Regions from separate parts of the Sus scrofa genome. Here regions 2 and 3 are each linked to region 1. The links are chromatin contacts, called in public promoter capture Hi-C maps. All regions are on one chromosome and are shown on one strand. Each heading gives the region's core, a stretch centred on a gene start, on an enhancer-like site or on the middle of the called end of the contact. The rest is flanking DNA. Distances are from core to core; before and after follow the strand shown. Region 1 holds the start of CCNDBP1 (cyclin-D1-binding protein 1). Region 2 holds the start of ADAL (adenosine deaminase-like protein). Region 3 holds the start of ZSCAN29 (zinc finger and SCAN domain-containing protein 29).

Region 1 (2,700 bases), core at 33-2,532:
ATAACTTAAATCTTCCAATTTTATATTCCAGTATTCATTATGCTACTTCAAATAAACATATAGGAAGAGAAAATATTGATACCCTATCCACCCTCACTCTGCCTAAAAAAAAAAAAGAGTATTGTATATACTTAAACATTATTTGCCGCTTTCACATAAATAAAATGCCTTTAATGTGAATGAAAGGATACAGGCAAATAAACAGCTAACTAAAAATTGCAAGTGTTATAAGCAAGTGTGATTGAAACATAATGAATCAGATTGTTAACTCCCAAGAGAGAAAGCAGTATATTTTTAGGAGCCACCAATAATGTGTTAGTGAGACCCAACTCCTCCAGGACTTGCTCATAATCTAATGGTTCTGTTCTGCTCTTTCCAGCTGGTGTTTTTTAACATCCCCTTGATGGCTTACCTGTGTTGGAGTTTGCTGCAGCGGTGCTTTGGTCACAACTTCAGGTCTCATCTCCGTCAAGGAAAATACTTGAAAATTATACCTGTTCATCTACTTATGTTACTGCTGTACATCTGGCAGATTTATTCCTGCTACTTTCTTCATATGACATATGGCACTCTAGCTTTATTATTCTCCCCTTTGCGGACCTGGCTGACACTGGTGACACCTGTTCTCATTCGTTGTGTGTGGACACTGAACTCCACAGAGCTTGGAACCTTCATAGTGCAGTTAAAAAGCCACCTGAGTTCCTGAAGGCCATGTCTCATCATCCAGCTCTAGCCCAGGCCTCTGCCCCCCGAAACAGGCGGAAGGCCAATACTAGTAGGCAAGCTTCAGGGAGCTGCTGTTTCTTGGCCGCCTGGGAGGTGGGGGGATTCCCCACTACTGATTTCCTGCATAATGGACTGCAGGAAAAAAATCTCTAAATAATGCCATGATTCCTTCCTTCCCTAAGAAGGCAGAAGGTTGATTTACTTTTGTGAAGAGAGAGCCCTAATCTAGGAGATCCACAGGGCAGGAGCTGGTGTGTTTGGTAGTATGTGAACCCAGTGTTTTTTTAACGTTACCTCATGTAAAGTACCTAGCACAGTGTCTGGAACTCAGCAGGGGACAAGGGCGCCACCACTTGAGGGGCAGGGAACCAGTGCAAACTTGGGCCTGACCCTGACTACCCTTGATTAGTTCCTGGTCCTCTTTTCCCACAGGGTTCTCTGCTTCCTCTGTCGGAGGTGTTTGCCACTAATCAAATAAATGAATAATGAATAAGAAATAACTCTGCGTCGCCTTGCGTGTGTGGTCAGGGCCCGGCGCGGGGGTGGAGTCACGTCGGGGCGGGGCGGGCGGCTTCTCTTGTTGCCGGAAGCGAACCCGCATCCGTGACGCCCGGAAGTGGAGTGGCTACTGCTGTGCGGCTCAGGCGGCTTCCGTGGCAGCTAAGTACGCTGGCTCCCAGAGTCCTACTGGGATGGCGAATGCAGCTCCCCCTGATGCTCCAGTCCCCACCCTGGCTGTGCCTTTGGAGCAGCTCCGGCACCTAGCAGAGGAGCTTCGGTTGCTCCTTCCTGGAGTGCGGGGTGAGCTGACACAGTGGAGACGGACCCCCACAGGGACCGGCGTGGGTAGGGAGAAGCCGGGCCAGGGCGGCGGCGGCACCAGGGAGCGAGGGATGGGGGAGTCGGGGGAGGGGAGGGCGGCAGGGCCCGGCGGGAGCGGAGGAAATGGGGGCCTCAGGTAGCGCCGCTTACCTCTGCTCTTCCTTTTGCGGTGGCCCGGCCCACACGCCGAACCCACTAGTCGGCGAAGCCCGGGAGACTACCAAGGAGTTTAATCGGGAGACCTTTTGGAGAAGATTCAGTGAGTGCCTCTCTTGTTGGAGACTGCCATCTCTCATCTCTTCAGTTGTCCCTGTCCCTTTCCTTCCTGCTTTTCCCCGGCCTGTCCCCTCTGTGGGGATACCTCATCTTACCCATTCTCGGCATCTCTGAGGTTGAGATTTAAAACACTGATTTTTGGAGGTGTTTTGAGACGTCTAAGCCGGCAAGGGTGGAGAGGGAACGTGTTATCTTCACAGCCCGTCCAGCAGCTGCAGCCTTATCCGTTTGGCACTAACATACTGGCTTCTGCCTCCTCCTCTGACTCTTCCCAGATGAGGCAGCTGTGACAGTGTCCACGGAAGCCACTACTCTGACCGTAGTCTTTTCCCGACTTCCACTGCCATCTCCTCAGGTGGGCTTTACTTTTCTGGAATCCTTGTAGTGCCTCTTTATTCTTTAGGAATCCTTTCATTTTCTTTCATGTTTTACACTCAAAGCAAGGGATTTCTTTCTTCCTTCCTCCCACCCTCCCTTTCTCCCGGACTTCCTTCTTTCCTCCTTTCTTTCTTTCCTGCACCCGCAGCTCTCGGAAGTTCCTAGGCCAGGAATCAAACATGAGCCACAGCAGTGACAACACCAAATCCTTAATTGCTAGGAGATCAGGAAACTCCTTAGCGTGGAATTTAGTTTTCTCATCTGTCAAGTAAGATTGCATATCTTATTGACTTCATAGGAACATTAACCTCAAGAGTTCTCATATCACAGGAATATTCTGAAAACCAAGTTGTCAGGTGCAGTACTTGACATGGAGTAGGCAGCTCTTCTAAACATTGGTTCTTTTTTTGTGTTTGCTTTTTAGGGCTGTACCTGTGGCATATGGAAGTTCCCATGCTAGGGGCCAAATTGGAGCTGCAGCTGTCAGCCTATGCCACA
Region 2 (2,700 bases), core at 27-2,526, 140 kb after region 1:
GAAACTTGCTCACTCGGCAGTGCCGCCCCTCCTCTTCTCCAAACCCTCCTGCACTAAGAATAACGTCTGGGCTCAAAAGGACAGAGGCATGGCCATATCTCTTAAGGTCTGGACCCTGGCTATCACTAGTGACTACACGAGCAGGGATGACTCCGGAAGGGGAGGCAGGATCTATCCGAGGAAACGTCTCTGATGCTGGGAACACTACAGTTTGGGAGACAATGTCTCCCCGAGAAGCGGCCAGAATGAAATAGTGGGAGCACTTCAGATGCCACTCCTCAAACTCGTCAAAAGGTTCAAGATTTTCTACGCGCCGGCGTTCTTCTGCGGGGAGAAAATGGCGATAAAACTCATTCATGTCCAAGGCACGGCAGGCAGTCCAGCCGGCCTGGAGAAAGCGCTGCTGCTGGGCCTCCGCGTCAGGAAAGCGGTCCAGGCCATGCAGGGGTGAATTCAGCTGCCGAAAATGTTGCTGCATGAACTGGCCGAAGGCGTCATGCGGCCTCATCTGCTCGTAAACGACAAAAAGCGCATCAGAAAAACACTGGGCGGCCCAGGCGATGAGGGCCGCGGCATTATTCGGCTCGAGGTAGGTCAGCACGGCCTCAGCCAGGAGCAGAGTCGGTGCGGCCGCGTCTAGGCCCGCGGCGGCCAGTGCCTGGTCCAACCGCTGCACCTGCCGCAGGTCCAGCCCCAGGATGCGGTAGTCCGAGCTCTCGAAGCATAGCGTTGACCCGGCGTCCCCGCGCCGGAAAGGCCCGGTTAACGCGCACAGTTCCGGCGTATCTCGAATCCTGTCCGCTTTGCGCCGCGCCACGTCCGGAAAATCCACCTCCCAGACTGCAGCCCCGGGGAGGCGGCCCGCAGCTTTAAGGCGAAAATACAGCGAGTCCGAGCCGGCGCCCAGAGACAGGATCTGGATGTGGGGCGCGCCGAGAGCCGCGCGCGTCCCCTCCAGGAATGCGCATACGCAGTGCCGCATGGCGCGTGCGCGGACGTAGTAGCCGCGGTGGATCAGCGGCGCGCGGCGCACGGACGCCGGAACTAGCAAGGCGGCAAAGGTGTCGTGCACGTACCCGCGCGCGGCCAGGGAGCTCTTGCTGAGGGCGCTGCTGTCATTGGTACTCTGCACTGCTCCCGCGCGACGCTCGCGGCTCCGCGGGCCCATGGCCTGGAGAGTCAGGAGCGGCGGTCCGTCACGGTGGTGAGCTGTCCTTTCGTTCTATACTACCTACCTCGCGGACTTCTGTACGGAAAAATCACCCTCCGTCTGTGCCTCCTCTTCCTTGGACACGTGTGCGTCACTTCCGGGAAGGGTGCAGCTCCCCGATCAGGACTGAGGAGGGTGCAGTTTGTGGTGACAGTCCGCTGTGATTGACATTCCTTTGATTATCCCGGACTGAATCTTCGAGGGAAGACTGCCAGATGCAGCTTATTATGGACACGTGGACTGTTTCTGGGAAGCGTGGGGTGTCGCTTTTCTACAAGCTTTCCTGTCTGAAGTGAAAAATTTACCTAAGTTCTAATAGAGTTCTCAGCTGTTGAGGAAAATCTTTAAGAGGTGAGTCTCTGGGGACCGACAGACAGGGTCTGCGTGGAGTGACTGGTAGAAGTGAAGCAGAGCTAGAATCACTGACTGCGGTGGGCGAGGAATAGGGGTCTTTCATCAGATATTAACTATGAGTACTTAGTAAGAGATCTCATTTAAATCTGAAAACAAGTCATTGAGGCCAGGTGCAAAATGAGGAAACCTTTACAGAGGTGATTCACCCAATAAGTGTTTCCCCACAGATGTGTTCTATTGATTCCCTTGTATTCCTGGCTCTGTGCTAAGCTGACACTAAGGGAACCACTCAGCCTCTGTTTCTGAGCTGTAAAATGACATTCCCTTGCACATTCAAAGTTCTATCTTCTGGGACAGTGTTGAATATGTCTCCAGGAGAGAGAGTCATGGAAGAGAGGTGATTATTCCCTTTTGATATGGTCTGAGTCTTGGTGGTTTAAAATAATCATCAGGTTTCTAATTTGGGTGTTTGGGAGTCATCACCAGTAGGAAATCGCTTGCAAAGATACTTAGGGCATTTGTAACTTATTAATTGGGATTTGGTGACTGACTGTAGGGGCTGAGATGGAGAAGGAAATTAAGATGACTGTAGTATGGTTACCTTGAAGCAGTGTAGCACAGTGGTGAAGGACATGCGTTTTGGAGTCCACATAATTTGGATTTGGATATTGGAACTGTGTCATTTAGATTTGGTGTTTTAAGAGCTTGTAATGACTTTAAGGAGAGCAATTTCTGTGGAGCAATAAGGGCATAATTCACTGAATGGGAGAAGGAAATGGAGGCAGCTCAAGGAGTTAGTTTGGAAGGGAAGAGGGCAGTAATGAAAGGAATGTGGGATAAAAGAAAGTTTGTTTTAATTTTTTTATGTTAAGGTGGAAACAGGTACTATGCTTGCATGGTGGTCCTCTGAGGGAAATTAGCCAGTTGGAAAGAAAGATTGAGGAACAGAAAAGTGAAGATTAACTAGTGGAGGAACAACTGGAATAGATAGGAAGTAATGGGGTCCTGGGCACAAATTAGTCTTGGAGACTGGAGAATAAATCTTCTTTCTCTGATTTATGAGGGAAGAAGGGGTATAGATAAAGATAAGTTTAAGTGTGAGGGAGGGCAGAGAGAAACAGAGAGAGTTCATGCCT
Region 3 (2,700 bases), core at 145-2,644, 190 kb after region 1:
CTGGACATTGCTTTTGTACCCAATTCTGGATCTCCCCAGGTAAGATGGTCAGGAACTGCTCTAGCACCAACAACTCTACAATCTGCTCCTTGGTGCGCACCTCCGGTCTTAGCCACCGACAGCAAAGTTGCCACAGTTGGCTGAAAGCCTCCCGGGGCCCAGCTACCTCCTGGTAATGAAATCTCCTGAAGCGCTGTCGGAAGGTCTCAGAGTTAGTGCCAGTCCCTCTCAGGGTGGGTTTGGCCATCATTCACAGCAGAAAGCGGCTTTCCTCCATTTAAGGGTCTAGGTTCCAGGGTTTACACCTATCTTCCATGTCCTTGAAGAATCACCTGCAGATGAGTCTCTCTCTGTAAGAAGAATTTCCTCCTAGGGTAGAGAGAGATGGCACTATCAGAAGGAATACACTCATATGTCTAAAGTCTTGCCAGAGCTGGCCTGACTTCCCCTAAGTTCTGCGTGGCCATGTGAGGTAGCACCAACTTCAGGGCAGCAAGCCAAAACTGAGCATGAAGGTGAGAGACCATTCAAAAGCTGCATTTCTGGGCGACTTCCAGGGCAGCCCCGGGGAAGCAGCAGAGAATAAACTACTGACTGCTCCTCTTCCACCCCTCCCCAAGTCTGACCCATTGAGCTCCCCTGGCCAGTGCTGCATAGTGAGTTCAAACCGTAAGGGAGACCTAGAGCTGAGAGGTTTTAAAGGCATGTCACCACCCCGAGGAAGGCAATAGAAAACCCTCTGTCCAGCGGGTCGCCTCTGATCTGCCCCAATACTTCCGCCGTCCTTCCCCAAACCCTCTACGTCCGCCCCGCCCCCTCAGACTCCACCACCACCAATTTCTACCCCAAACAAAAATCAAGTACACAACACTGGGTCTTTGTTTTCCCTCACAGCAGAAGTAATCGCTCAGTAAATATCCGGGAACTACTGACGGGAAATCTCGAGCATTGAGAGAAGTTGGTTTTGACTTCTGAAGCGAGGGCCAGGTGGACTTGGGGAGAGTCACACTGAGTTGGTGGAAAGAGGGAGTCCGAGGGGGCAGTAGTCATGTGTCTCCTGAAGACGAGCTCGAGTGCTGGCCAAGCGCTCCGAGGGCTGCGGTATTCGCGAGTGCGGAGCACAGCTCAAGGAGCGGCGGGTGCGGGGTTCCGGCCTCTTTGTCTTCGCTTTCTGGCCAGGTCACTCTCGGAGCGGTAAGGAGTCCCTCCAGAGGCTTCGGACCGGGGCTAAGGCGCCCTGAGAGCACCCTCTGGCCCACCCCTAGGAGCTTCTCCCACTCGGGATACCCCTCAATCCGCTCGCATCTCTGCCCGTGGGCCAGCCTCACCCACTCGAGGTCTGGCTCCAGCCGGGACTCTCAAGCCTCCCAGTCCAGTTCCCAAACCGGAAGTGAGAGCAGGCGACTAGGGCGCCACAGACGCATGCGCAAGGGCAGCTGCTTAGACACCTCTCGCGGAGCCCCGGCGGGAGCGAGCGAGTGGGCCCAACCGAGCACAGTGCACTTCCGGGACGCGGCTCGCCTATCCCTTCCCTGCTTCCCGTACGCTCTCCGCAGCAGTTCTCTCAGCGGATAAAGTCTGGAGGAACCGCCCGTCCAGGAGGCCTGTGCGCGAGTAGAGAAAGGAATACGCGTTTCCTTGGTCGCCTGGTGAGGCTCTGGAGAAAGGTGCAACGGATATAGGGACCGGAGGTCCGCCGTGGAAATGATCCACGAACTGCTCTTGGCGCTGAGCGGATACCCAGGGTCCATTTTCACGTGGAACAAGCGGGGTGGCCTCCAGGTACAATCCGGCTCAGAGCGCGGGAACTAGCGAGCAGGGAATGGGTGGACCTGAGCCACTGCGTGGGGGAGGAGCCTTAGGGGGCGTGGCTTGCAGAGCTGAGGCGGGGGCGGGGGGGCGTGTCCTTGAGCAGGTAGCTGGAGGGCTGTGCCGGAGGGGCCTACCACGGTGTAAACACCTTGAGAGGTTTGGGCTACGCTGGGAAAAGGAGGGCAGACTCCTGAAAGGCCCTGCCTTGGGGAAGAGGAGGGAATCCAGGGCTGAGCCTAAGGATGAACTATCTGAATGAGAGTTGCTGGGGAACTGGATGTAAAAATGAGGGAGATGCTTTCTCCCATCTTCACACTTGCACTCTGTTTTAAGCTGTTTTGAAAATTTGTCCAAATACGTAGTATCTAACACAGAATACGACTTCAGTCAATTATTTTGAATGAAAAAGTGAATGAGGGTGTTTCCCTCTACTCCTTGACCAGGAAATTTCTTCTCCAGAAGAATTTGGAGGGAGGCCTTCATGTAACCAGGAATGTATGAGAAGGAGGGGCCATGTACTACATGTATTATCTCATTTAACTTCACAACCACCTATCTCCGTTTCACAGATTAACTCTGGTGTCAGGTATTAGGCAGTTAATAATTAGCAAACTTGGTCTTGAACCCAGATCTGTCTGGCTCCAGTATCTGAACCACTCTTCTTTTCTACTTATGCTTCCAGTAGTATTATCTAATCATCTCAACAACATAGCAAGTTAGGTATTGTTAGCCCCAGTTTACAAATGAGCAACTTGAAGCTCAGAGAACTTTATGGTGGCTTGTAGTTTTTGGGTTTTTTGTTTGTTTTGCTGCACACACCTCATCTGCTGCGTGTGGAAGTTCCTGGGCTAGAGATGAAGCCCATGCCACAGTTGCCACCTGCTTTAC

The links. Promoter capture Hi-C pulls out the DNA fragments that hold promoters and counts their contacts.
Region 2: a promoter capture Hi-C map of liver shows a contact between it and region 1, with 2.4 times the contacts expected there. The contact joins the promoter of ADAL here to the promoter of CCNDBP1 in region 1. A contact is called at or near these places in 2 of 5 promoter capture datasets (fetal liver and liver) and 1 of 2 datasets of contacts at active chromatin or transcription factors (alveolar macrophages).
Region 3: a contact with region 1 is called in a promoter capture Hi-C map of liver, with 2.3 times the contacts expected there. The contact joins the promoter of ZSCAN29 here to the promoter of CCNDBP1 in region 1. A contact is called at or near these places in 2 of 5 promoter capture datasets (fetal liver and liver) and 1 of 47 Hi-C or Micro-C datasets (epiblast stem cells).

What each region holds. Positions count from the first base shown.
Region 1 is chr1:128,268,116-128,270,815 of Sscrofa11.1, reverse strand. It overlaps CCNDBP1 (cyclin-D1-binding protein 1), which reads left to right and starts at 1,282. Exons shown (of 11, transcript XM_021097084.1): 1 at 1,282-1,527; 2 at 1,748-1,807; 3 at 2,100-2,179. The coding sequence starts at 1,419. TMEM62 (transmembrane protein 62) reads left to right here. Exons shown (of 13, transcript XM_021097060.1): 13 at 380-1,223. The coding sequence ends at 706.
Region 2 is chr1:128,124,267-128,126,966 of Sscrofa11.1, reverse strand. It overlaps ADAL (adenosine deaminase-like protein), which reads left to right and starts at 1,276. Exons shown (of 10, transcript XM_013993097.2): 1 at 1,276-1,561. It overlaps LCMT2 (tRNA wybutosine-synthesizing protein 4), which reads right to left and starts at 1,293. Exons shown (of 1, transcript XM_003353380.4): 1 at 1-1,293. The coding sequence starts at 1,168.
Region 3 is chr1:128,082,759-128,085,458 of Sscrofa11.1, reverse strand. It overlaps ZSCAN29 (zinc finger and SCAN domain-containing protein 29), which reads right to left and starts at 1,394. Exons shown (of 7, transcript XM_005659684.3): 1 at 865-1,394; 2 at 1-369. The coding sequence starts at 250. TUBGCP4 (gamma-tubulin complex component 4) reads left to right here and starts at 1,420. Exons shown (of 18, transcript XM_021096979.1): 1 at 1,420-1,782. The coding sequence starts at 1,705.